Regions from separate parts of the Anser cygnoides genome. Here regions 1, 2 and 4 are each linked to region 3. Evidence: chromatin contacts called from public Hi-C data. All regions are on one chromosome and are shown on one strand. Each heading gives the region's core, a stretch centred on a gene start, on an enhancer-like site or on the middle of the called end of the contact. The rest is flanking DNA. Distances are from core to core; before and after follow the strand shown.

Region 1 (6,432 bases), core at 3,275-5,774, 190 kb before region 3:
CTCACTAGGGTTGCCAGGACGTTTCTGTGACAGCGGTGGGCTGTGACAAGGGCTCCAAATTTCTCTCTAGCAAGATAGTGATGCCCAGCGGGCAGGGCACTGTTTGGTGATCATATATATCTTCCTCATCTGGGTCTTACTGGGTCTGGAGCTTCGTTGTTTGGTGCATTTTTCAATATTTGTTCCGTTCAGCTCCCTGCTGAGCACATCCAAACACCTTCCCCTTTTTACAGGACTCCAGCCCCCTGGCTTGGACACCACGCAGGTGAGCCCCAGGCTCTGCAGGGCTCGGCACGGGGCCCGTGCAGCCTCTTGGGGGGGGTGGGCAGGGATTGAATTAAATGGGGGCTAACAGCTTACGGGGCTAACAGCTTACAACAAAAAATTGCCTGTCCTTACACCTGTTTGCAAGGGATGCTTTGCACTGTGCTGACAGAGGCCAGGCTGCTCCCTTCTCCGTGGTGCACCTGGAGGTGCTGTGACCTCTGAGGTTGGACTAGATGATCTTGGAGGTTTTTTCCAACCTAAACGATTCTGTGATTGTGATTCTCTGCTCAGCCCTTTGCAGTCAAAGCTGAACATCCCGAGCTGGCCGTGTCCCCTCTAAGGCAGGTCTGCCAGCCCCCTGCCCGTCCCACAGCTGCCCTGGGCACTCTCCCTCCCCTCTCCCGAAGCTGGCGCCGGGGCTGGATGCGGTGTCCCCGCTGGGGCCTCACCGCGAGGGAGAAAGGAGAGGATTTAATGCTTCTGGCTGGGAGCCATGCAGGGAGCATGCCTGGGGCAGGGCGTAGCTCTGCAAGACGAGCGCTGCCTTGGCCCTAGCGCCGTGTCCGTCCCTGCAGTGCTCCCATGGCCCCGTCCTCGGACAGGTTTGCACGGGGTCAAGGGGTGACAGTGGCGGCTGGCACCCTCTGCTTGGTCTTGCACGGCTGGGATGTGCTTTCCCCATCACCCCCAGGCTGTGCCAGCCCCTCGGCTTGCGGTGGTCTCTCCGACATCCCTGCAGCAGTGTCTGCTGACAGGGAAGGTTCTGGAGAGGAACGTCCCTACCAAACCCCTTGGGTCCGTGATTAAAATGCTGCTCAGGATGCCGCAGCCTTCCCTGCCGCTCCCGAAAAACAACCCCGCCTGCACACTGCCTGCAGCCTGCAAACAGAGGCAGCGGCCCCGCAGCCCAGCACTGCACCCGGTGTGTTTTACGGGGGTGGGCTGCAGGAGGGGAGGCCAGTGAGGCTAGTGGCATGCAGAGAAGGGCCACCACCCTGGGCTACATGCATCACGGCTCCCCTGGGTGCAGCATCCGGCTGCTGTGCCCATTTGGATGGAGCCTCCCTGCCTGCTGCCCTTCTTCACACCCCAATTCTTTCCTCTCCCCAGCCCCATCCGCAGCTGGGCTGAGGAGCTGTTTGCAGAGGTGGGAAGCACAGCCCACGTGTCTTCAAGAGATGCGATTTATATCAAAAGGGAGAGTGTGACCCAGCACTCGCTTGGCTGCAGCAGGAGAGTGACACACTAGGAAATGCAAAGTGCAAGGATTTGCTGAGCAAAATCTCCCCCGGCATGAGCTGAGGTGAGCACAACCATGGACTTACACAAAGCCTTGGAGTTTCCCAGACAGTCCTACTTTTTTTATAAAATACTCCTAACTGCAGCGAGCCTATTTTCACCCCTGATCTCTCCCCTCTCCCGGAACCATACGAGGCTGTGTGATTTCACCGTGACAATACAAAAGGGGAAAACAACAACCACAGAGCCCGAAGTAATTTCAGAAAAAAACTCCCGAGAAGCAAGCATGCCTGCCTTTCGCTCAGCCATTAAGTTGGCATGTTTGAAAAACGCCCTGCAGGCACTGCCTTGCACCCGCACTGCTGCCTAGGGCAGAGGCATCCACCGGTGGATGCCAAGTCCAACAGCAGCGACCTCAGCCCATGCTGCCCTTCACAGAGCATACATTAAGGGGCAGTTTGCTTTGGGCTATTGCTGGTGGACCGGCCCCAGCCCCATTACGCAGTGTAAGTCTCGCTGGTACCGTGTTTCTGTGCCTGGGAGCCGTGCTGGGCTCTTGTCCCACGTGCTGGCACCCGTCACCCCTAAGGCAGCTCCTCTGCCGTCAAGCCTTGGAGCACACGGGTCTAGGAATCGCTCTCAGCTGCCTGCTTTGCCTCTCCACATCCTCCTCCCAAAGTCATCCCTGTCAGGGTTGCAGCGATCCCTTCCTCGGCACGGTGATTATTGTAATTTATGGTTATGAGGAACGTCACGCACCGATGGCAGTCCGTGTGACACAGCCGCCCAGCTCGTGCCTCCGCCGCTAATTGCGTGTAACGTTCCTGCCCTTTGCACGTTGCCCGTTTCTCTTGCACAGCTGGGCTCTCTGGCCATCTCCGGCCCGGGGGCTTCCTTTCCTTAATTAGCCATCGCTTGTGCTGGGGATCTCCTCGGCTTTCTGTTTTAAATGGACTTGCAGTGCCAGGTGGTCTCGTGGGGCTGGAATGGCACAGCAGTTGTTGTGCCGCTGGCTGCACCACGCTGGGAACGGTGCAGAAGCGTTGGAGACATCTGACCCCGGAGCCAGCACCCCTCCAAAGGGAGGAGAGGGCTGGGGCTGGCAGCCGGGGGCATGCCGAGCGCATCCGGACCGCGGGGCTGTAGCAAATGCAGCTAGCGAGCCAGTTTTTGCAGGCGGTGCCCTAAAGGGAGCGTGATGGCCAACGTCACCCAGAGCTGCCGTTGACTTTGCAGCCCACATGACCGGGTACACATTGACCAGGGGTGAAGGCAGGGCAGGCTTTCATGCCGAGAGCCTGCACGTTGCACCTCCGGGGCTGCATCCTCTGCTGCTGCTCCCCAGGCCCTGCAGAGCAAAGGATGCGAATCTCCCGGTGCAGGTGGGGCCGTGAGGAACAAGCTGCTCGCCCCCTGGCACAGGAGAAGGTGCCTTGTCCCTGCTGCAAAGTCATCGAGCCCCAGCTGTGCTCGGGGCAACGTGCCTCGAACTTGAAGTCCGCTCCTGGGGGGCGGTTCCAGTCCAGAGCTCGTTCGTTCAGCCCTGCTCGGCTGAGTCTCGGCTCACGTGCCCCCGACATGAGCTGGTGCCGGGTATTTTGCCCCACAGGCAGAGCAAGCATTACTAAAGGCTTCATGTTTTAGCTGGGTGTTGCCATGGGACAGGTTTAAGTGAAGAAATAAAAGGGAGTTTTGAGCAGCCTGGAAAGCATCCCGGTCCTCCATGGGGGCTCAGCTCTTACATTTCTGCAGTGCCATCTGTGAACCACTTCCCCGCTCCTCCGAGTGTCTCCCAGCAAAGTTGATGGTTCTAATATAGCAAATGAGAGTCAACAAGTCCCCCAGGACTCCCACGTTCAGAAAGGAAATGGGAAAAAGGAGTTCTGGCAGCAGCAGAACTAAATGAGCCCGAATTTGTCTCTTCTGGACAGCCTTCCTTGTGGACTCACGTTGCCTGGAAGGAGCAGATCCCACATACTTCCTGGGGTAGGATTTCTCCCCAGAGACCTTGTGCCTCCTCTCTTCCTCCTCATCAGCTCTGCTCTGGCCTCTGGGTGCCTGCACAGATGGGTTTTGTCCCGTCCCTGCACGGGTGTCCTGCTGCATCCCTCTGCCTTCCCCAGCCACGTTGAACCTCCTGTGCATCCCTCAGATCTAAGCATAAAGCACATTAATTACAAAAACTCTGCTGACAGACAGGTCGGTCTGCGGAGGGAGGGCGAGGATTAATATAGCTGGGGATATAAGAAATTAATTAGTTTCAGACAGACAACGTTGGCACCTCCAGTCAGCCTAATTTATTTCCACGGCCCGTCTAATTTTGGCAAACGGGGAATGTTTGGCTAAATATAAGGCAATAAGAAATAGCTGGCGTGGAAGGTGAAGCTGCCACTAAAGACGTAGCCTCGCTGGAGTGTCGGAGCCTGAAATTCCCGGGGCTGCCCTCGGGTGGGGACCACGCAGCCATCCTCCCCCGGACACCCCCCTGCACCGGGCAGCCACTTTCGGCGGAGGCTGCGGGTCCCGGGGGCGCCCTGCAGCGGGCACCGGCACCTCGGGGCTGCCCCCGCTGCCGGGCATCTGCCCCGGGACGAGGAGGAAGAGCCCCGGGGGGGTGGGGGGGGGGGGAATTCCCGGCCCGCAGCATCCCGGCACGGCCCCGACCGGGCTCTGCTCGGCCCCGGGCTGCGGCGGGGAGGAGCCAGCACCGGCACCGGCACCGCGCCGGGTCCTGCGGCAGCACCGCTCCGGCTCCGGCTCCGGCACCGCTCCGCTTCCAGCACCGGCACCGCTCCGGTTCCAGCACCAGCATCGGTACCGGCACCTCTCCGCTTCCAGCACCGCCAGCGGGCACCACTCCGGTTCCAGCGCCGGCACCGACCCCGCTCCAGATCCCAGCACCGGCCCCGCTCCGATTCCAGCACCGGCACCGCTCCGGCTCCGGTACCGCTCCGGATCCCAGCCCCGGCCCCGCTCCGGTCCCAGCCCCAGCCCCGGCCCCGCTCCCCCTCCGGCCCCGGCGCTGCCCCGGCTCCAGCCCCGGCCCCGCTCCCAGCCCGGCCCCGCAGCACCGCCCCCGCCCGGCCCCGGCCCCGGCCCCGGCGAGGCGGCGGAGGAAGGAGGAAGGAGGCAGCGCTGCCGCGGCCCGGTGAGTGCCGGGGGGAGCCGGGCTGGGGGGGGACCCCGAGCCGGGCAGCCTGGGCTCGGGGGCTGGGGCTCCCTCTTCTGCTTTCGGGGCTGTTGGGGAGGGGACGGCAGAAGTTGGAGGCGCGGTGAGGGAGGGCTCAGCTCGGACCAAGCGCGGCGAGAATTTCCAGCGGTCTGCCCGCTGCTGGAGGAGATCCCTGAGCGCGTTTCGGTGCTGAGCGTGGGTTAGGGAGCCCTGCTCGGTGATTTCCCCCCAGTCAGCTCCTCCAGCGTGTGCTGCTCGCTGGGGGGCCCAGCACAGGTTGGGGGGGGGGGCGAGGGAGGCCCGGAGGCTGCGGGGGGCCACGCAGCTGGCTCCGGTGTGGAAGTTCGCGGGGCTGCTTGCAGGAACCACACGCTCTGCCCGGCGTGCTCCTTGCACTGCTGCCTTGTGCCCGTCGCTATCGGCCACGTCCCTCCGAGGCGCCTGTTGCTGAGCTCCCGGGGTGCGGAGCAAGGAGCTCCCCCCAGGCAGGACTGCGGGGAGCTGGTGCCCCTGCCATGCCAGCACCCGTGCCAGTCCGCCTTTGACAAACCAGCTCCCCTCTCAGTGAAAATAAACTGGAAAGAGCCTGCAGGCTGCTGGGCGCGATGGTGGCACGAACTCTGAAAGGAGAAAGCATCAGAGGTGGGCCTGAGGCTGCTGGCGAGGGGCTTTTTGTGCTCTGCATCAACCAAATGAACCATGTGAGCGGTGTGCTGGGGTTGGAAGAGTTTGGGGGGGGGGGGGGAGGAGAGCTTTGGATGAGCAGCAGGCAGAGAGGTGGTGCTATGGATGAGGTCTGTGAAAGGGCCAGTGCCTTCAGACAGGACCCGTGTCCTGCTTTGATTTCCTCCTGGGTGGTAACGGGGCAGCACGTAGCGCTGCGATGCGTGCTAACACACAGCTGAAATGGGGTAAATGCAAGCGGAGTCTTGTCTTCCAGCCTCACGCGGTTGTGACAGGGCATCTGGGTCACCCCAGCCGTGCAGAGGTCATCCGAGGCAGTTCCTGTGATCCTGGGAGGGTTCCCCTGATGCAAACGCCAGGCTGTGGTGGCAGTCGGTCAGTTACTGGCATGGGGACACACCGGCAGTGCCTCACTCACGGGTCTCAAAGTGCGTTCATAGTCCGCAGCATCCTGTCCTCTGGGAGATACAAGCACGTCGGTGGGACACGACACGTCCAAGAGCGAGGTGCAGAGAAGGAAGAGGCAGGGATGGAAGCTGGGAACCTGGTTCAACAGCTGGCATGGCCTTGAAACTTTTTGTGTGTGAGGCATCCAGCTCTCAGTTTGCTCTGATTTTCAGACTCTCTTTGACTGTCATGCCAGAAGATTTCTGTGCTGGTTTTGGTGCCTGTACTGCAGGACCACTTCCTTCTGATGGGAGGGTTTGCAGATTTCAGATTTGTTCCCAGGCGCCCAGACTTATGCACATGGTCTGAATGAAGATAATTAATAAATCAGTAGTGGAATAACCTCCCCAGCAATGACTGGGTGTTCCTTCTCTCTTAACTGCTTGGAAGAGCAGAAATGTTACAGCTGAAGAGCAGCGCTCCAGCGATCTGACTGTCCCTGGCCGTGCCGTGGATTCTCTCTGACCTTGGACCCGTTGCTGTATCCCCATGTCTGAGTCTCCATCTGTTAACACTTGACCTTGTTTTGTTCTCGCAGGTTTGCTCCCTGAGATCTGTAGAGCCTTGGGATGCTGGCAGAGCTAGGCATGGAAGTGCTAAAATGCTCGTTTCAACGCCTGAAG
Region 2 (6,377 bases), core at 1,743-4,242, 210 kb after region 3:
TGGAGCAATACTTGTAAGCGGCAGGTTCTTTACAAGACCAGCTCTATGTAGCCAAAATAGGGCAATCGTTGAAACCACCTCTGATGCATTTTCAAGAATAGCAGCGATGTCATGGTTCTACTGTAATGTAAGAAAGTTCGATTGCAAAGTCTGGAAACCTTGTTCTTTGTTGGTCTGAAACCTCAGTCCTGCAATAGTGGGCTCAGGCTCGTGTGGTGCGTTGGCTTTTTGGTTTTTATTAACAGCAGTTGTTTGGTGGGATGGAATGTTCTTGCTAAAACAGTTTCCATTGTTTCATGTCTTCTACACCAATATATATATGGTGTATATATTAAACTGTGTAAAATTGTACTTTGTATATATAACTGTACAATATGGAGGTACATCCTTTTTTTTTTTTTTCCTTTTGGTACAGTATTGTACAGTATTAGGAGTATACGTGTTGGAAATGTTAAATCCATACTGGGGCTACAAAATGTATCCATTGTCATTAGCAATAGTTTTGGAGAAATAAATGTTTTGGGTATGGTGGAAATACTGACCTATGGGCGCCAGTAAATGATGTGCGGCGTGCGTGTGTGCGAGTGAGCGCGTGTGCCCGCGAGCGAGCGTGCGTGTGCCCGAGGGGGAGCAGGGATGAGCATCGCCTGCGTGCCCCTTCCCTGCAGCCCCACCAGCCTCGGGCCTTGCAGGGTGTGTGAATTATCGCTGGCTCTGGTAAGTGAGGAAGAATCTGCAGGATCCAGCAATCCATGTCACCATTCACAGCGCCGGGGCACTTGAATAAAGTGGGCAAGGAGCGTGGTCCAGCCTTGCCTTTTCTGGACCCCAAAGCGTGCCCCAGTAATACCAGTGGCGGGGATGCTGGGTGCAGTTTTGCAGCCGAGTGGGGATCCCTTCTGCCACGAGGGATGGGTATGGGTGGTGTCTGCAGCCCCTGGCTCCCAAGGCTCCTTCCTTCCCCAGCGGTGGGCACCTCTGCTTGCCGGGGGGCAGCCAGGAAACGTTTGTGTGCTTCCAGCCCCGCTCCTGCTCGGCCCCCACACACCTCATAACAGGATTCGGCAGAGCATGAACTTGCCTTGCAATGACCTGATTGCAAAACGCATAATCTTCCTCATTTTCCTGGAGAGGACGGGCCTCAAACCCTCTCTGGGAAAGAGGATTTAAGATCGAGATTAGGGATTGGGTCACCGACATTATTACCGTTTTTTCCCCCATCTCCGCTTTTCAGTGTGCCTTTTTCAGAACGCGGCCCAGAAACTGTTGTCAGGGGCTTGTAATTTTGGATTCCCTTTGTTTAGGTTTGAGGGGATTAATTAATTACAGCCCGGCTGATGCTGAATCCAGATGTGCTGTGCTGGAGGTGGGCTGGGGCTGGCCGAGCCCCCGACTCCTGGGGTGCAGCAGCGGGGCTGGGGGCAGCCGCGCGCCCCGTGCCCCCCACCCGGGCACCTCCAGCTGCAGGCCCCCACTTTTTGGGGCTGCTCTGGGCCACCCGTGAGGCTCCGGGATCAGTCCCCTGGGTGATAACGGATCAGAAGGGGGGAGCCCCCTCCCTGAGCCCCCCTTGATTTGCAGGGGGCAGGCTGAGGGGTGCTTTTATTTCTTTTTTTTTTTTTTAATAACCACGAGCTAGGAAGTGGAGGGACATAATAGGGACAAACGATTGTGGTTCTCCAGCAGCGCCGAGGAGGATGCTGTAACACCCTTGCCCCCTTCCGATCGTCTCCTTTCCCCCCCCACCTTCAGCGCAAAAAAGGGGGAGCGGGGTCGGGGCTGCGGCCCCGGGGAGGGCGCGGCTCCCCCCGACCCCCCCCGCCGCGGGGCCGGATCCCTGCGGGAGCTTCGGCATCGGTGGGGCTCTGCTGCCCCCGCCTGGAGCAGGCGCTGATGGCTAAATCCTTCCTCCTGAGCTCCTTCCCTGCTAAAACCCTTCCTCCCGAGCTCCCTCCCTGCTAAAACCCTTCCTCCCGAACTCCCTTCCTGCCAAAATCCTTCCTTCCAAACTCTGTTCCTGCTAAAATCCTTCCTTCCCAATTCCCTTCCTGCTAAAATCCGGTCTCCTGAATCCCTTTCCTGCTCAAACCCTTCCTCCTGAGCTCCCTCCCTGCTAAAATTCTTCCTCCTGGACTCCCTTCCTGCTCAAATCCTTCCTTCCAAACCCTCTTCCTGCTGAAATCTTTCTTCTTGAACTCCCTCCCTGTTCAAATCCTTCCTCCTGAATCCCTTTCCTGCTCAAATCCCTTCCTCCTGAGCTCCCTTCCTGCTCAAATCCTCCCTTCCCAGCTCCCTTCCTGCTCCTGCGAGGAGCCTTGCTGCACAACCGACAATAATCCTTTTGGGGCGTTATAAAGTATTTTAGTTATTTCCTGCCTGCCTTTACCCATCAGCAGCCCAGCTCGGCTCATTGTCGGTGAAAGCTGAACCCACGCGTGCGGGTCAGAAACCTGAGAAACACCTGGCAGGGGGTTATGGCCCTAAAGCCTCCCTTTCGGTTTCTTTTTGCAGCAGGGAGCCGAGTCCCACGGGGGGCAGCAGCGGGGTGGGAGCAGGCGAGGGGCGCGGGGTGCCCGTGGGCAGCTCGGGAAGAAATTTCGGCATTTCCCTCGGCGGGTTTCACTTCGCCTCTTCCTGGCCTTAACGGCGCTCATCGGCGCGGTTTTGGTGCAGGCCTGAGACGAGAAACGAGCTGTGGTTTTTTTTTTTTTCTGCGTGGGGAAAGGTTTCCGAAGCGTCCCCAGCCCATCTCAAAGGAGGCTGGAAACGACTTTGCGAAGTCGTCCGTCCCTTTCTCTTCCCGTTAGCTGAGCTGCAGTGAGGTGACTCTGATCTCGGCGATGCGGCGCTTCGCTTCTGCGGCCGCCGTGACCGCCGCCGGGCCCTGCTGGCTCAGCACCGCGCCGCGGGCTGTGGGGCAGCCTCTCCCGTGGCTGCGAAACGAAGCTCGGCCGTAATTAGTGAGCGAGTTAGGCGCAGGGTTTGTGTGCAGAGCAGTGAAGCATCGCATCCTTTCTTTGCACGCATCTCGTGCTCACAGATTCAAACACTGATGCAGGCTTCGTTCCGCCAGGAAAGCTCCTAGACGCATCCCCGTGAGCCTAAAGAAATTCCTGACAGAGGGACCCGGGCTGCTGGTGCTGAGGCTGGGCGAGGTGAGGTGTGGGCACTGGAAGCCAGAAAGTGAGCAGGGAAAGTGAGCCGGGTGTGCAGGCAGTGGCAGGGTGCCCTGAGCACCCCCCATCCCGCACCGTGCACCCCTCATCCATCAGCTCCAGGCCTGGGCTGTGACCCCCTTGCCCTCCCCGCTGCCTTTTTCCCCAGCAGGGCCAGGATCTGAGCATCTGGGGCTAATTCTGGCCCCTCTCTGGGGACACCCCACGGAGGCACCGCTGAAGCGTTGCTGCGTGACCGAGCCCGTGTGCATGTGGGGCCGGTGACGCTGAGCCCCGCCACGGCCTCCCTTGGTTTTCCCTGCTGAGACGAAAAGTCCTCGATCTCCTTGATCGCTGAAATACGGTGAGAGCGACGCTGGAGGTGCAGCTCGGGAGCAGCCGGGGCTGGGGAATGCCCCGAAATCTCCCCTCCGCCCTTTGCTCGCTGCCGAAAGCCGCTGGCAGTGTTTGCAGGCGCTGGGGCCGGGCCGGATCTGGTGCTTCACACACATGGGGGGAGGGTTTGCGGCTGGGGAGGGAGGCAGCCTTGTTTGCTCTGTCTGCACCTGCTTCCTCTCGCCTTCTCTGCGCTTCTTTGGGGCAGCTTTACCTGGGGCAGGCTCAAAGGCTCCTGCGGGGACAGGGAGCTGCTGAGCTCTGCGGTGCTGGCACAGCCGGGAGGGAGCTGGAGCTGGGGTCTGCAGGAACACCCCCGGGGAACAGGAGAGGCTGGGGTGAATGAACGTGGTTGCATGGATAATTTTGTGGTCCCAGGGTGCGTGGGCACCGCCGGAGCCGTGCGGCAGCCGCGGCGTGGCTCGGCTGCCGGGAGCACGCTGGGCTTGCACAAGCAGAGAGGTTTTGGGGCAGGGCCGGAGGAGCTGAGCTGTCCTTGCAGCTGGGTGTGGGAAGCCTCTGGGACCTGTAACTTCTGCAAAGCAGCTCTTGGAGACGGACAGGTCGTGATAAATCCATCTCCTCACGGAGCTATGGAGAAGAGTTGGAAAAAGACCAGCAGCTGCAGGCTTCTGTGCTCTGGAGAAGCCCCTGGTGGGGCTTTGAGCACCCGGTGGCTCCGTAAGCAGAACAGTGCCAGCAGCCCACCCTGAGCACGTCCCCACGTGCAATACTGCAGCCCGTGCAGCTGGGGCCAGCACTGACCCCTCAGCACCAAACAGGCACGGCAGGACCGTGCCTGGGAGCCTGGCACCGCTGACGGAGGCTGAGCACAGCCCCTGGGCACGCATCCTGCTCTGCCTTTGCCTCCCGTCTGCCCGCCCCAGGCAGGGCTGGGTGCTGGCCGGTGCCCAGCGCTGTTTGCCTTCAGCAGAGGCTGTCCCAGCCCCGGCCTGGGGATGGCTGCAACTCTGGGAATTTTTTTTTCTCGAGCAGGAAGCTGAAGCATTTCCTCCTCCAGCCGCAGCTGATTCTCGCAGAGCGAGTTTTGCAATCCCATAGGTTTCTATTCTCGCAGCGGGGAGGTGCCTCCCTCCACCTTACAGCTCTGTTTGCTTGTGTTGTGTTTTTTGTGTGTGTGGTTTTTTTTTTTTTTTTTGCATCTGTCAGTGTTTTGCTGCCGGCAAAACAGGTCCCAGCGGCCGGGTGGTTTTTGGGCAGAACCAACGGCGTCGTCCCTGCCTCTCATGCGCAGCCCTTTGCGCAGAGCGGCGCCGGCGAGGTAGGAGGCTGGGAGCTGCCTGCCAGGGCCATGCTGGGCCGTCGGCGTCCCCGTGCACTGCCAGGAGCGGACGGACGGACGGACGGACGGGCATGGTGGTGGGGCCGGGCAGGGGGATGCGAGCAGCCGCCGGGGTGACCTCTGTGCTTCCCCGCAGCGGCGGTGCAGGCGATGCAGAGCACCCCCAACTACCTCTGGAGCACGGACGACCTGCTGGGCCAGGGTGCCACGGCCTCCGTCTACAAAGCTCGCAACAAGGTGAGGGGGTGCCAGGGGGGGTTATAGGGGGTGGCGGCCACCCCAGGACCACGGTGCCCCCATGCCCCAGCCCTCCTGCCCCGCAGTATGGGGATGCTCCGCTCGCCCTCGCCATCCCATGAGCCGCAGCTGCCGGCAGTGCTGGGGCTGTTTGGGTTTTATTTTCATTTTTTTCCCGTGGCTGCTTCCCCCAGCAGAGCGCTGTGGGGTGAGGGCCGCTTTTAGGGCTCGCTGGGGCTCACAGTGTGGGTGCTGCCGGCCCGGCACTCCCCTGCATCGCGGCGGGAGCTGCTCTGGGGAATGCCCAGAGGTTTTGAAAACCCCATCCATGGCGATTTGCATACATCATGCAAACACTTGCCAGGGCTGGAACAGAGACTTTCAGCCCCACTGGCCTTTGAAGTTTATTAAGCAAGCTGCCTCTGCAGGGCTCGGGGCTGCGAGGATGCTTTGAAAGCAGCCCTGTCCTGCAGAGAGCAGGCGGGGGCTGGCTGCCTCCAGCCCCACCGTAAACCTGTGACAACAGCATAAACACGCTCCCACCGAGCACATGGGCTTCAGAGGCAGGAAGCAAACAGAGCCGAGCAGCATCTCTGGCTTTTGCAACGTAGACAGCAAAGGCTGAGGAAACCTGTTAAGAAAGCGAGCTCTGTTGTGAGCACAGTTTGCATCCAGAGCGGGCTGTGAGAGCAGTGCTGGAGCTAACGCAGTTGGTCGGGGCACAGGCAGGGTGACGCTCCATTTCCTTTTTCTCCTTTTCCTCTTTTCCCAGAAATCAGGGGAGCTGGTTGCTGTGAAGGTCTTCAACAATGCCAGTTACCTCCGCCCGCAGGAGGTGCAGATGAGGGAGTTCGAGATGCTGAGGAAGCTGAACCATAAAAACATTGTCAAGTTATTTGCCGTGGAGGAGACGGTAAGCGGGGCCGCGGCTCGGAAACCACGGGGCCAGCAGTGCCAGGACAGGGACAGCCGCCCGCGCCCTCACCGCCGCTCCCCGCTGCAGGGCAGCAGCAAGCAGAAGGTGCTGGTGATGGAGTACTGCTCGAGCGGCAGCTTGCTCAACGTCCTCGAGGACCCAGCGAACGCCTTCGGCTTGGCCGAGCCCGAGTTCCTCGTCGTGCTGCAGTGCGTGGGTGAGCAGGGGCCGCGTGCGTCCATGTCCCCATCCCCGTCCCCATCCCTATCCCCATTTCTGGGGCTCTGGGATGGGCTGGGACCACACGGTGCTGGGGTTGTGGGCATTTAGGGCAGCCTGTATGGTCAGAGATAACACCTGGGACAGGTTG
Region 3 (6,500 bases), core at 2,683-5,182:
GTGGCCAGGCGGGGGAAGCGAGCAGGCTCCCTCCTCCGCGTTAGATACCATCCAAAGCATCTCCGGGGGGCAGGCAAGCCTGGAAAACAACCAGCAGGGCTCTGCTGGGAGAGGGGACCGTGCCAGCAGCGCTCTGCTGTGCACAAAAGGCAGGTGGCACGCTTGGACGTCACCTGGCACGGAGCTCTCCAGTCCCAGCGGGAGCAGAGGCAAATTCCCCAGGACACGTTAACGGCTCAGCATGCCCAAAGGCCAGTTTTCACACTGGGGAGACTAATTACAGCTGGCTGATTAGTCTGGTTGTCTAAAGCAGAGGAAATTAAGGGTATGGAGCTCTCCATCCATCACAATCTGTGGCTGCATCCAAAGCAGCGGGACTCCTCTCTGCCCCAGCGCCTTGCTCCCCATGCCTCCCTCCTTTCACCCAAGGCCCTGAGCCCCTGGGGAGCCCGTGACCAAGAGCAGCTCCCCAGACCCTGCAGGCAGGCAGAGACCACACGCTTCCCTTCCCCCCGTTCCACCCCATGGCATTTAGATGCCTCATTTAATCCCAAGGCTAAAGGGAGTTAAAGGAGTTGGCAGGACACGCTGCATAGCTGCATGCTGAGCTGCTGTGGAACAGAGGAATTATCAAGCTTTATTTCTAATGGCCATATATAAAAGGCAAGAGAACGCAGCAGTACGCCACAGTATCCCACCCCTGCCCCTCTCCTCCCCTGCCAGGAGGGCTGTTCCTTCTCCAGGACGGACTTTAGGCTGGGTACAAACCACCAGAAGAGCCACACGGGAGTTTACAGGGAGCTCGCAGAGGGAAACACGTTTGAAACGCCTTTAAGAAAGTTATTCCACTAAATCTGTCTCTCCCCTGGATTAGTTTAGTGCAGCCAGCCCTTCCTGTTCTGAGTCACAACCCAAACCTCACAACTCTTTCAATAGGTTGCATCAAGAGAAACCAGAAGGATGACCAGCATGCAAAGGCATGCAGGAAAGAACCATCAGGGGCAATAAAGGAAAATAAATGTCTGCCTGACCACCCGCACTTACAGACAAATGCCCAGGGCCCCACTGGCACAGCTCGGCTGGAGGTTAATGCTCACTGCCAGCGGCACGGGCGAGTGGCTGACGTTAGAGCCTCACTGCAACGGCTCGTTTACGGCACGCAGGTGAACGGGGGAGCAGCAAGCAGAGCGTTTTTGGCTGCCGACAGCTCCAACATGTCTGCCTCCATCCAAACAGTTCCAGAAAGCCACACTGCACGATCGAGCTCTGCGCCTTACTCGCTGCTTTGGCTGGGCCTCAAGACAAGGAGCTCTGCACTGCCCGTCCTTCGGGGCAGAGGAGCAGGGGTTAAGAGCCCGTCAGCTGCCAGAGACACCTGCTTGGGAAACCACTGCTAGAGAGAAGGCACAGGAGCCACAGCCTGCTAAGTCACGTTTCCCACATGAAAGCTAAGCCAGCTGTGCGGTTCCCATAGTGCCACCCACCTCGGAAGACCTAAGAGAGACCTGCCTGATAACACAACAGTTTTCAGCCAGAGGTAACAGCGAGTTCCCTGCCTGGCCTTTCCCAAAGATCAGCTCCACACAGCTCTCAGGAAGAATAAATCATCCTGTCGGCCCAACTGCTCCTGGCTGCTTCGAGCCCCCGAGGAGGCAGAGCAGGGGCCGCCCAGCCAGCCCTCAACCTGCAGGGCACCACGCAGCGCCCCGCACGCACTGCAACAGGGGAATCGCTGACCTGGCTGGCAGGAGCCTAGCGTGCTGGAACGGCACAGCAAACATTGCGGGCGGTAAGGGGAAAGGGGACGTGCAGGACTGGGGACCAGGGACGCCTACGGGCACCGTCAGGGGTCGACGACCGCTTCATTCCCAGCAGCGACGCGTGGAGCGGTCCCAGTTCCAGGCAGGTGCTCTGGCTGCACATCTGTGACGTCCTCCGAGCTGGAGCAGAGCAGCAGCGGTCCCCGCAGCCCCTCCTCCCCTCGCTCCAGACACCACCAAGATCCAACCCCCTACCCCAACCAGCCTGCAAGGAAACACACTGCTTCCCCTTGTAGCTGCCAAATCAGCCTCGGTATTTGAGTATCCCCTGGCTCGGGAGCAAGCTGTGGTCTATAGAGATGGGACTCGGAGCCCAGCATCGTACCGGGGAGGTACCAGTCCTACCTGCACGATGTCCAGCACCATTCCAGCAGCAACAGTCCCAAAGCCTGCCAGGAGGAACGGAAAGAGGACTTGCAGCCCGATGGAAAACGAGGTCTCCTTGAGCGGTGAGGCTGGCTCAGGACCTCTGTCTGTGCTGGTGTCATCGCTTTCGTTGCTCTGGCTGCCGTTTTCCAGCAGGGCGTCTTCTTCTCGCACCCCTTTAGCGTTGGCGCGGGACTCCAGCACCACCACTTCCACCCCGACACCGTCAGGTCCCAGGAAATCCGAGGGCTCCACCAGCTGCCCTCGGTCTGGACTGGCAAGGCAGTTCATGGGCACCGTGGGGAGCACAGCCCCGTTGGCCTGGTGGGAGTCCTTCTGCTCCGGCTTGGCAGACATGCTGCAGAGAGGCTCTCCTGACCCTCGGCTCGGTGGGCCTACAGCCAGCAGCTGTTCCAGGAGAGATCTTTGGCCAGGGCCTTACACAAATGGCCCTTCCAGCATCTAGAGGCCACCTCTCCTAGCCCTGCTCGCCCGCCTTTGAGTGCAGAGACTGCTCCCGCAGCAGAGATCCCCATCAAGCAAAGTCCAGGAACGGGGGACACCAACAACTGAGCTAGCAGAGAGCGCAGTAGGAGCTGTGAGCTACAGCAAGCTCACTCCAGGTCTCCTTCCCTCCAGCGCCGTGCGGTACAGCAGCCACCGAGATGGGATCCAAGCTCTTCTTCTTCGATGTGTGACCCTTTAGCACATCTTTCTCCAGGTCTTCTTCCAGCAGACTGCTGTGATGGGGCACACAAGGCAGAGAGAAAAACAGATGAAATAAAGACCACGGAAGAAAAGGGAAGCTTAAAGGAACCAGGGGGTAGATACAAGAGGGACTGGCTTTCAGAGACGAAGTTCCCCCAATCCAGAAAAGCTCTTCTTACTACCGGGGCTCTGTTAGTTTCCCCGGTAGCACTTCTCCTCCGCAGAACTTGAGTCTGGAGGCTCCTGCGGGCTTTTGCTCCGTTTCAGCCTGTTCTGCGCTCTCTGCCAGAACAGCCAGCAAAGCTAGCAAGCTCCAAGTGTCACAGCCATCCTCCTCTTCCAGAAGGATTTCTCACCTTACAGCGCGAGGCAAGAAGAGCTCTTATTTAAAGTAACAGCAAGCTCCCAGTTAAGGTTACTTACTGCGCCGAGCAGGCTGCGGGGCAGGAGCTGGCATCGGGACAGCCTCACACCTAACATCCCTCTCCAGAAGCCCGTCCTTCACCTGAAACACAGGGGGGAAAAAAACGCTCCGTTGGGCTCTGCGGCTGTCGGCACAGCGCCCCGTTCATCCCGCAGCATCCCCCTCCAACACACGACACGTCGGCAGCCGCGCCGCTGCCCGGGCCTCCCCTCGCAGCCCCGGCAGGCACCGGGAGGGGGGCCGTGATGCGGTGCCGGGGGCCGAACCCACCCCCCCCCGGGGACAACGGGCTCGGCCCGGAGCTCCCCGCCCCGCCTGGCTGCCGCAGCCCCGGCAGAGCCCCGAGCACCACCGGGCAGCGGTAAGCCTCCGCCAGCCCCCCCGGTCTACCGCAACCGGGGAGCGGCTGCCCGGGGGTGCAGCGGCGGCCCCGGGGAGCGCTGCCCGGCCCCCAGCCCTCCGGCCCGGGACTGCCCCGCGCCCCAGCCCGCCCGGTGCCGCCCGGTGCCCGCTCCGCACCCGCCGCCGGCTCCGCTCCGCTCCCGCGCCGCGGCGCGCCCTGACATCACCGCCCGCCACTGCTGGCCCCGCCCACGCGCGCCGCGCGGCGCCGCCATTGGTCCGGGCGCGAGTGGCGTCACGCGCGGCCCCGCCCCCTCCTCCCGGCGCTGCGGCCCGCGCAGAGGGGAGGGAACGCCCGACGGAGGGGCGGGGCTTAACTGGGCGCGGCTCGCGGGGGGCGTGGCCTATGGCGCGAGCTGTCCCGCCAGGCGGGGGCTGCGCCGCGGGGCTCCGAATGAACGAGGGCGGCTCCCCGCGCCCCCTTTCCCTTCGGTTTCCTTATTTTGGGCTCAAGCAAAGCAGCACGAAGGTGGCTCGGATAAAACCACTGCGGTGTCCCCATTGCCTCAGGCCCTCACACCTTTGCAGTGAGGCTCCCCTACGAAAGCCGAGCTCCCGGAGCAGGCAGCAGTGCTGCTTTCACCGCGCTGCGGTAACTGGCGGAAGCGCACTGGGTTTTGTACCTGTCTGCTGCTGCCCGGGCCACTTGAATGCAGTATTTCAGAGGATAACGAGCACTGGCATTAATTTAACCCTCACGACCTCCTGATGAGGCACTGACAAAGAGACACAGAGGAAAACTTGGGACATACAGAGATGATGTCTTCGCTAAAGCGGCAGCGCAGTTCCACACTCCTGCAGCGGGCTGGGAGTGCAGTCCCAAATCCCGTCTCCAACCCTACCCTCTGTTTTCCTTTGTCCAAACAAACCTGGGCTCTAAGGCTCTCTTTCCGCCTTCATCTTTCCTTCCTGACTCGGAAAATCCACACCTCCCCCGGAGCAGCCGTTCTTTCCCCACCCCCACGAAAACAAGGCCCACCAAAATGTGACCTTGTTGATTAACACTCGGCCAGCTGCACGCTCAGGAAGTGGAAGCGTGAAGACAAAAGCCGCATGAGACAAGAAAACAGAAATAGATAAAATCCCCACCAGCTCGCTGACGCGCAGAGATCAGAAAGGCAGAGGATGAAAGGGCAGGAAATGGGTTTCCAGTTGCGGGGCAGCAGGTACCAAAGGTAATGAGTCCTCGGAAAGGAAAAAATTCAGCGCTGAGCTGCAGCAGGTCATGGAACCGCGTGCCCGTGTGCTTTACAGCAGCCACATGACTTTGGCACTGCCACGCTGCCACAGAGCACAATTTTGGCCTGAACGGCCCAAAGGTGTACGGCATAATTTTCGCCTTTTCATCGAAGGATCCAGCAAAACAAAGTGATTTGGCCAAAGTCATTCAAAATAAAAACCTATCATAGAGTTTGACAGTGTCCTAAGAAGTCCAGACCCTTTGCTGTCTGTTCTAGCTCCACCGCTGTCTGTCACAGATCCAAATGCTGACTTGAATCGAGTCCCAGCCACCTCTGACCAAGGATGCCAGGGGAACCTAGCTGTTAACTTCTTGTAACCAGGAATCTCAACACAGAAACTGAGACCAAGTAATTATGGATAACGACTTACCCCTACAGATGTCAGTCCTGAGCAAAGCAGTTCAGGAAGGCAGGTGACATCAGAAGCTGACCCTAATCTGGTCCTGACCTGGGAGCCACAAAGGTCTGTTTTACCGGCCTGGAAACAAACAAAACCCATCACCATCCTTTTTCCCCAGGCCCAAATGCTCACCTCTTGCAGCTGCGTTCGCGTGTCACCCGCACGCTGTGTGTGCTGCAGCAAACACAGGTCACCCCCAGTCAGGTACGTCCCTAGGGTTTGGTTTTTTTTTGCCACGTGAGGGCACCTGGCGGAGGGGAGCTGGAAGTCCTCACTTCCTGCGTTCCGGGAGGCCAGCGGTTCCTGTGTCAACAGCTGCTGCCCCAGCGATAGCATGGACACCTGTCACGGAGGGACCGAGGACACGCCTCGCACTGCTGCTTTGCTCCGGATGTAAGCTGTAAGCTCATTTATATTCTGAGATGGGGCCGAAAAAAGGACTGACATCACAAGGCTGCTGGGATGGATCAAGGAGACTCACCTCAACTCCCCACTACATCCTGCTCCACAAAGATCCTTCCACTTCCCGAAAGATGAGACACTGGATTGATGCTGGTGTCTGAAAACTGAGCAGTACGGTAATAACACTGCTTAATTATCCAAGTGACTTGGAAAGGCAGAAGTGCTCCGGGGCTCATTACCACTCCTGAGTACTTCCACAGCTTGTCAGGCGGGCTGAAATCAGACCCATACCGACACGAGACTAAGACCAGGAGGTAAGCCAGTAGGTTTACAGGTAGGTTAGACACGTACATGCCTGCTGTAGTGACTGCAGCACAACTAAAATAGTTAGGACGTGGATAAAACCTTCTGGTTCTTTCCTGTGGGCTTTCTGGAAGAATTCATATCCCTTACTCAGGCCATTGGATCAGTCTGTGATAACAGCCTGCTGCTGCTTTTCTCTCTAATCATCTTTATCAAACAGAAAACATGAAAAAAAAACCCGGTGTAGCTGTGGTAACTGGACAGAGAGCTTGTAGAGAGCCTCTGCACTGACAGAGTCAGCACAGTCACCAAGCAAAGGATTACTGCCACCAGCTAGAAGGAGCTTTTTGATTGCTCAGTTAAATAACTGAACTGCAGCCAGGCTCCTCCATGTGGCTGGCTTTGTAGTGCAAGCTCAGGCACAGCGTTCAAGC
Region 4 (6,659 bases), core at 952-3,451, 240 kb after region 3:
CTCAGGACCTCTCCTGCATGCGCTGGGTGGAGGCTGCGGAGGTGCCCTGATCCCATCCTGCCCACCAGGAGGGGACACGCAGCTCTCGTTAGGTCGCAGGGCCACATCCTGCAGCCTCGGCTGAGGTTACCCCGAGTGACGTCGGGTGGCTCCGGGTGAGCACGAAGGCAAACCTCGTGCGTGGCGTGCTCCAAACGCGCGTGCGTGAGCTGCCCGAGGGATTTCGGGGCTGGAGGATGAAGGGAAGAAAATCTCAGCACAGGAAGGCTCCAGGTGTGCTGCGGATGGCGTTCAGCCGTCGTGCTGGCCAAGATCTCCCTGCCCACGTTTTTGTGGGTTTGCTGATGTTGGGAGGATTTCTGCTTTTTTTTTATTTCCGTGAGTGGCAGGATCCTCAGCAAACCAGGAACTGGAGCTTTGAGATAATTCTTGCAATTTCAAGATTGATTTGAACATCGCACGGGTTGTTTTGTGGTGTGTCCTCTCTGATCGCGCCGCTTTTCCGCCTAGCGCGCGCCGCAGCGCCGCTGCTGGAAGTGCAGATTTCAGCCAAAAAACAGTTTAGAAGCATTAGGCTGAAGGATGCCCCGCAGCATCTGGGGCATTTGGGGGGCAGGGGCGGGCAGGGTGCCTGCAGAGCTATATTTAGGACTAAATGAATGGGGCTGTTTTGCACCATCCAGCTTTATCTCCCCTAGAAACTTTATCTGTGGATAAAGGGAAATTCTTTTCAGCCACTAGTTTGTTTTTTTGTGTGTGTTTCTCTTTTTCTATATTGGGATCACATTTTTGGGTTTTTGTTTTTTTTTTTCCCTTTAAAAAGAAACTGCCTTTCCAAGTGTTGCTTTGTTCGACTGGAATAGAAATTATCTCAAAGCCTAAGTGGAGGCATCCTGCTTCGGTGGCTCCTGGCAAGCCTGTCACGTGGCTGCTTCCTAAAGCTGTGCTGGCTTTCTAAAATTAGTGCTCCCTGCCAGATACGGGGTGATTAGGTCTGCTAATAGGTGCTGGTGACTAAGGAGGTGTCGTGCTGTAATCCTGCAAAGAAATGCCTGCCCGCAATGGGCCCGATCCGGAGGTGTGCTCGGGAGCTGTGATTTCTGTGGTCAATATTACGTATTTCGGACCTCGCCGCGTGCAGGTGCTGCAGCCTTCCTGCCCCATGGGCTGTGGTCGGGGCAAGCTGTCTAAATCTGAAAATCCTGGATAAAATAGGCAGCAGGGAATGGTTAATTTTTTTTTTTTTTTCCTGGTCAGGGGTAAGGAGAGCAGCACAGCCCTTGGTGGCCTCACGCAGGGACCCAGAGCCCTGCTCTGCTGGCGCCGGGTGCTCAGGGGGGGCTGCACCTGAAGCCCCCTCAGGTTGGCACCTCCAGCAGAGACTTGGTGAATGTCCCCTGGTTCAGTTGCTCAGAAGGTCATGCATTAAATTACCATGTAACTGCTCAGCTTATCTCCAATTAAAAAAAAAAGGCAAGGCTCCCTGCTTTCCCCCAGGCTTACTTGAGACAACTGACTTGGAAGAGGAGAATGACAGACAGCTGGTGCCAGATGAATGAGAAACGATTCCCCTGCCTCCCCTGGAGGCGATGCTCTGCCCCCAGGCACCAGCTCTGTTCTTGGGCATTCCCGCGTGGGAGCGTTCGTGGGGCTGAGCAGGAATCCCTGTTGCTGGAGCAAAGGTGGGACATTGCTTTGCTTTCCTGCAAACCTGAGACATTCAAAAGCAATGACTTGAAAGCCAAAGGGAGGGAAAAATAAGTAGAATACAGGAAAATGTGGGTTTTCCTGCAGAGGGGACTCCTGTTCTGGTGTCAACGTTACTGGTTTTTGGAGGGGCTCAGACGTGCATGTGCGAGTCCTTTGCCGGGAGCTTCGAGGCATATCCCCCGCTCCAGGTCTGCTCTGGAAGGTGCGTGATGATGTGAAATTCACAGCAGTAAAGGAATCTCATGCTTCAAGCTGTGCTGGCTCTTTTGGGAGAGCACCAGGGGGGTCTCCTGTCCCCACGGGGCCCCAGCAGTGCCCTGCTCCCCGCGAGACACGGCTCCTCCTGTCCCCGTGCTGCAGGAGCCCCGGCTTTCCTCCACCCCAGGGCCGCGAGCTGCCCCGAGCCCGTCTTGCTCGAGCGCCAGCCGATTTCCATGGAGATATCAAAGGACCCTACTGGCATTGGTGAAATATCTATAGATTTCCAAGCGACTCAGAGCAGTGCAAAAATAAATAAATAGCAAAAAACGGCACAGAGCCGCCACGCAGTGCTGCAGAGGCAGCAGGAGGGGCGGGGGGAGCCCGGGCTGCTTTGCAACGAGCTGCTGGCTGCCGTGGGGGCTCCGAGGCCTGTGGGGACGCCGTGCTGCTGGGCTCGTGTCGCGCATGCGCTGGGGGCAGCAGGGGCAGGAAGGATCCTGCTCGGCCGCGGTGGTGTCGCTGCGTGGGTTTGCTGCACTGCAGCAGCAAGCGCAAGGCGTGCTTTCGGTGCACCCGAGAGCATCCAAAGTCCTGTCTCCTTCTGCTGCGTCAACTCTTTTGCCTTGCTTTGGGGGGGATTTTTTTATTTTATTTTTCAGGTCAGTGACCGCACTGGAATTTTGGATGGTGTAAAAAGTTGCTTTAATGGCATTTGTAGGGCAGTTAAACATTAAACGGGTTGGAAGGGCTGTTAAAGCAGAAGGAGGCTGGTGGCTGCTCTCAGGGGAGAACGGAGGAGTGTGGCTTTTGGGGGAAAAACCCTGGGGGGGATGGGGGGGGGGTGACTGCTGCCATGTCGGACAGGAGGTGCTGGCCGTGCCCAAGGCAGAGCAAGGTGCGTGCCCCAGGAGGCGATCCCAGGGCTCTCCGTGGAATCCCTGCCTGGAGCTAGTTAATGGCCCGCAGCAGGACGGGGCAGCAGCCAAAGCAAACATGTTGTGCCAACGCCTGGCTGCCCCAGGGCAGCCTGCCGGGGGCTTGTAGGTCACGGCCACCACCTGCGTCCTGGTTTTGGGGCACTCTGGTGGTAAATCCACGCCTCGGTCACTGCAACCCCCCTTTGAAATGTTCACAGCTGGTGACCTGACATAGTCTGACTTCTGTCTGATACCGGGGTGGTTTGCCCCTTGACGCTGGAGAATTAAGCGTCCTTTTCCTCATGAAAAGGAAATCAAGCGTCCTTTCTCTCGTGGCCAAGCTTTGCTGCTGGCGCTGTGGCGTTCCTCAGAAGCTCAGCAGGGAAGGGGCATGAGGCCGTGTGGGTCTGGTGGGGCTCGGGCACATCCCGTGTCTGGTATGTTGGTGCTCCAGCGGGTCGGGGAAAGGCGGCAGGACACGAGGCGGGAGCATTGCCCGTGCCAGAGCGTCCTAACGCGAGGTTCCCTGGGGAGAGGGCGCGGGAGCGGTCTTTACAGCTGGGCTTTGCTGCTGCTTGCCCCCGTCTGCAGCTCGGAGACCCTGCCTTAGGGCTCCCGGGCTCCCCCCCAGCGGGGAGCGGGTGCTCACTGTGTTCTCCTCTCTCTGCAGACTGCAGGTACACGTGCCACCCGCAGTGCCGCAGCCTCATCCAGCTGGACTGCCGCCGGCCCGGCCCCGGCCAGCTCTCGCCCGAGAGCACCCTCGTGCCTCCCTGCAGCCAGGTACGCCGGGGTCCCCGTGGTGGCGGTCGCCTTGCGATGCTCAACCCCATCTCTCTACGACCTGTTTCTTGCTCCCGAAGGGTTTGACAGGGGGATGTTTTGTCACAGGCAGGTCAAAACCTGCCCGAATTGGGTCTGATCCGCACGGGGAGGGACAGGATCGGACACAGGCAGCGCTCCTCGCTTTTGCTCGCATAATCCACTGCTGCTAAACCGGCAGCACAGCAGCACGCAGCCACTTCAACAGCTGGCTTTATCTGGTGTCAAGAAAATCTGGAGGAAGCACCATCAACAAGGTGGTTTGTTTGTTTTTGGCGCGGGATGCATGTAAATGCTGTGCTGCGCCTGTGCGTGGTGCTGCCGTGAGCTGCTGGGGCTGGAGGGGCTCTCCCTGAGTTATTTGAATAAGGGCGTGAAGCCGTAGCTGTTTGTTTACATCTCCCTCAAATGTCAGCGGGTTTCCCCCAGCGACATTTTAAAAAAAAAAAAAAAAGCTTCATTTTTAGAAAAACTAGGAAGAGGTGTTTCTTCTTCAGGGTGACGAGGGCAGCCGGGGTTATTGATGGCTCTGATAATGAACACGGAGCCCACGCTTTGCAGCAGTTTGTCACTGATGTGACCCTGGCGTCATCCCCCCACGTGCCTGGGGAGCAAAAATCCCTCTGATTACAGCTGCAGGCTGTACGTACGCCTGCCCTGGGGCCCCGGCTGGGCATTCCCTGTCCCGGGAAAGGCTGCACTGCTGGGGTGCCAGGGGTCTGGTATGAGGGTGAATCACAGCAATAAATCTGTTCTTGTTTGCGCTTTTGAGAAGTGTACCAGGGACCAGCAGTGCCTGCATCCCTTACGCCTTTTGGGCTTGGACACCCTGATGGCTGGGATTTGGGAAGAGAGGTGGATGTTCAGGTTTGCACGACCTAGGCCCATAAGGGGGAGTACACAGCCACGTTCCTGTTGTGCTGCTGTTGGCCAAGTAGTTCTTGCTGCTTGAAAAAGGAGAGGTGAAGGGGAAATAGTGTCAGTATTTCAGAAAGAGACTAATAGGGTGCCGTAATACACCAAGGGAAAAAAAGGGGATTGGCTTCTGGAAACGCAGGAAACTTCAATTAAGAGGTGGCATAGTTGGAAGTCAGTAAATAGCATTACAAATGTAAGCAAACCAGAAGCACTGGAGAAATAGCTGCTTTAATATCACGCAGTTAAATACTGCTGCCGTGTAGTACCAGGCATTAATAATTCAGGCTTTGATCCAGCAAAGTACTTAAGACAGCGTTACGTTCGGGTCCCCGATTAGTCTCCCTGGGTGAAATCCAGGCTCCGCTGAAGCTGGCGAAAGCTCTGCTGGGCTCAGCACCAGGGCTGCGGCCCTTGGTCTGCTCAGAGGTTTGCACCCGGGCGCTGGTTTGTTCTGCAGGTCGGCTCGAGCGCAGACTGACGCTGGACAAAAGGGTCAAAATCAGATTTTATTTTACTTTTTTAATGGTGGCGACTTCCCAGGCAGTGATCTGCAGTGGCAAAGCTGAGGCTGCTCGGGGAAGCTTTGCATGGGGCAGCAGTGCCAGCTGTGACCGCTCCACCTGCACAGCCCCTGCAGCACGGCTGCTGCTGTAGCTCATTCTTCTGTTTTCACCCCAAAATGCCCAGGGCTGAGGCTTCAGTGGGGATCCAACCCCTGCACCCTTCGTGGGCCCAGCGCTCGCTTTCTGCTCGTGCCGTGCATGCTCGATGTAAGCCTCTTGCTCTGCTAAATATAGCCTGGTGAAGCTGCGGAGCTTGGTGCCACTGCAGAAGGATGCACGTTGCTAAGAGGACAGCTGATTTTTTTTGCGGTGTTACAAGTAGCTTTGTAAATACGCCGTTTGGATTCTTGCCTTCTGCTTTGAGATGCAGGTGTTGCGTCCTGCTGCACGGCTTGTGCTGACATCCCATTTCGTATTCATGTTGCTGGCTTGGGGGTGCAGAGCTCTCAAAGCCTCGTAGCAATTCAAGTCCTTCAGCTAAGGGATACGGATGGAAGGGTGCGAAACGCCGTCTGCAGCCTGTCAGGAGGGGAAGAGGTTTTCAGGAGTGGATGGATGGGGTTTGCGCAAGGGTCTGGGAGCCCTTGCAGAGCAGCTGAAGGGTCCCTGTGAGCTGACGGGGCGAGGGGCAGCCCCTCTGCACAGACGTGGTTTGCTGATGGTCCTACTGCAGCTACTCGAGCCGGGAACTCGAGCCAAGGCTCCTGCCTGCCAGCTCCCTGGGCTCGCTGGTGTGGTGTAAAAATAGCTCTTGGTGGTGGGAATTGTGCCTTGAAAGGGACATGAAGGACTCAACAGGAGAGCAGCCCTCTGGGCACAGCAGTGCCTTGCCTGGTGGGCTGCTCCAGGGCCTTCTGCAAGCGTGCGCTGGGGTCTCCTGGGGGCTGCACCCAAACCTCTGGGAGCTTTTCCTGCTGAACCTTTGTACCTCCACCTGCCAGAGCACCTGGTGATGAGTTCATGGATGGCATGGGAGGGTGCTCTTCCTTTTGGTTTGGAACTTACTATGTTATTAATGTAAACATCTCCCATGATTTCACAGCTCTCCATCATGTCTGTGCTCTCTCCGGTTCCTTCTTTCCTGACCTAGGCTGGCTCCAGGAATGGAAACCTTGTTGTACCTCTGGTCTGTGCTGCCCTTCTCCGCACCTCTTGTCATTTTTTATTCATTGGGGTGGGGTGGGCTGGCTGGCCAGGTCTTGCATGAAGTATTTGAAGTGTGTGCCTGGGATGGATTTACTCAGTGGCACAGTACCTTCAGGCCTTGTTCCCTTTCCCTTTCTGAAATAATTATGATGCTGCTTTGGCTGCTGCCGAGCACTGTTCATGGGGTTTCACCTGGGATTAACCTGACTGTGAGGGCTGCAGAGGGAACTGGATGCGTGTGAGCGTGCTGCGAGGGGGGAGCGCGGGGCTGTGCGCTGGGGTCGGCTGCAGCTTCCTTCGCCCCCGTGCTGGATTGGGCCCTGTTGGAAGAGACTCACACAAACCATAGGAACGGGGTTGCGGAGGAGAAGAAAAATGTGTT

What was found. A called contact is a pair of places that touch in the nucleus more often than the background predicts.
Region 1: a Hi-C map of liver shows a contact between it and region 3, with 6 times the contacts expected there. The contact joins the promoter of CDK18 here to the promoter of SLC41A1 in region 3. A contact is called at or near these places in 2 of 7 Hi-C or Micro-C datasets (both in liver).
Region 2: a contact with region 3 is called in a Hi-C map of liver, with 2.2 times the contacts expected there. The contact joins the promoter of IKBKE here to the promoter of SLC41A1 in region 3. A contact is called at or near these places in 3 of 7 Hi-C or Micro-C datasets (granulosa cells and liver).
Region 4: a contact with region 3 is called in a Hi-C map of liver, with 4 times the contacts expected there. The contact joins the enhancer-like site here to the promoter of SLC41A1 in region 3. A contact is called at or near these places in 2 of 7 Hi-C or Micro-C datasets (both in liver).

What each region holds. Positions count from the first base shown.
Region 1 is chr25:4,426,553-4,432,984 of Taihu_goose_T2T_genome, forward strand. It overlaps CDK18 (cyclin dependent kinase 18), which reads left to right and starts at 4,525. Exons shown (of 16, transcript XM_066983248.1): 1 at 4,525-4,654.
Region 2 is chr25:4,833,671-4,840,047 of Taihu_goose_T2T_genome, forward strand. IKBKE (inhibitor of nuclear factor kappa B kinase subunit epsilon) reads left to right here and starts at 2,993. Exons shown (of 22, transcript XM_066983185.1): 1 at 2,993-3,155; 2 at 3,328-3,519; 3 at 4,991-5,091; 4 at 5,864-6,004; 5 at 6,095-6,224. The coding sequence starts at 5,005. SRGAP2 (SLIT-ROBO Rho GTPase activating protein 2) reads left to right here. Exons shown (of 23, transcript XM_066983177.1): 23 at 1-541.
Region 3 is chr25:4,620,483-4,626,982 of Taihu_goose_T2T_genome, forward strand. SLC41A1 (solute carrier family 41 member 1) reads right to left here and starts at 3,933. Exons shown (of 12, transcript XM_048070911.2): 1 at 3,838-3,933; 2 at 3,318-3,399; 3 at 2,166-2,926. The coding sequence starts at 2,543.
Region 4 is chr25:4,859,785-4,866,443 of Taihu_goose_T2T_genome, forward strand. It overlaps RASSF5 (Ras association domain family member 5), which reads left to right. Exons shown (of 6, transcript XM_066982846.1): 2 at 3,499-3,611. Among named protein-coding and RNA genes, the nearest start is that of RASSF5, 9.5 kb to the left of the region's middle. Within about 2 kb of position 2,202, at least 2 of the 3 cell types and tissues checked have open chromatin away from gene starts, as enhancers often do. A contact at or near this core is called in liver, where this site is marked.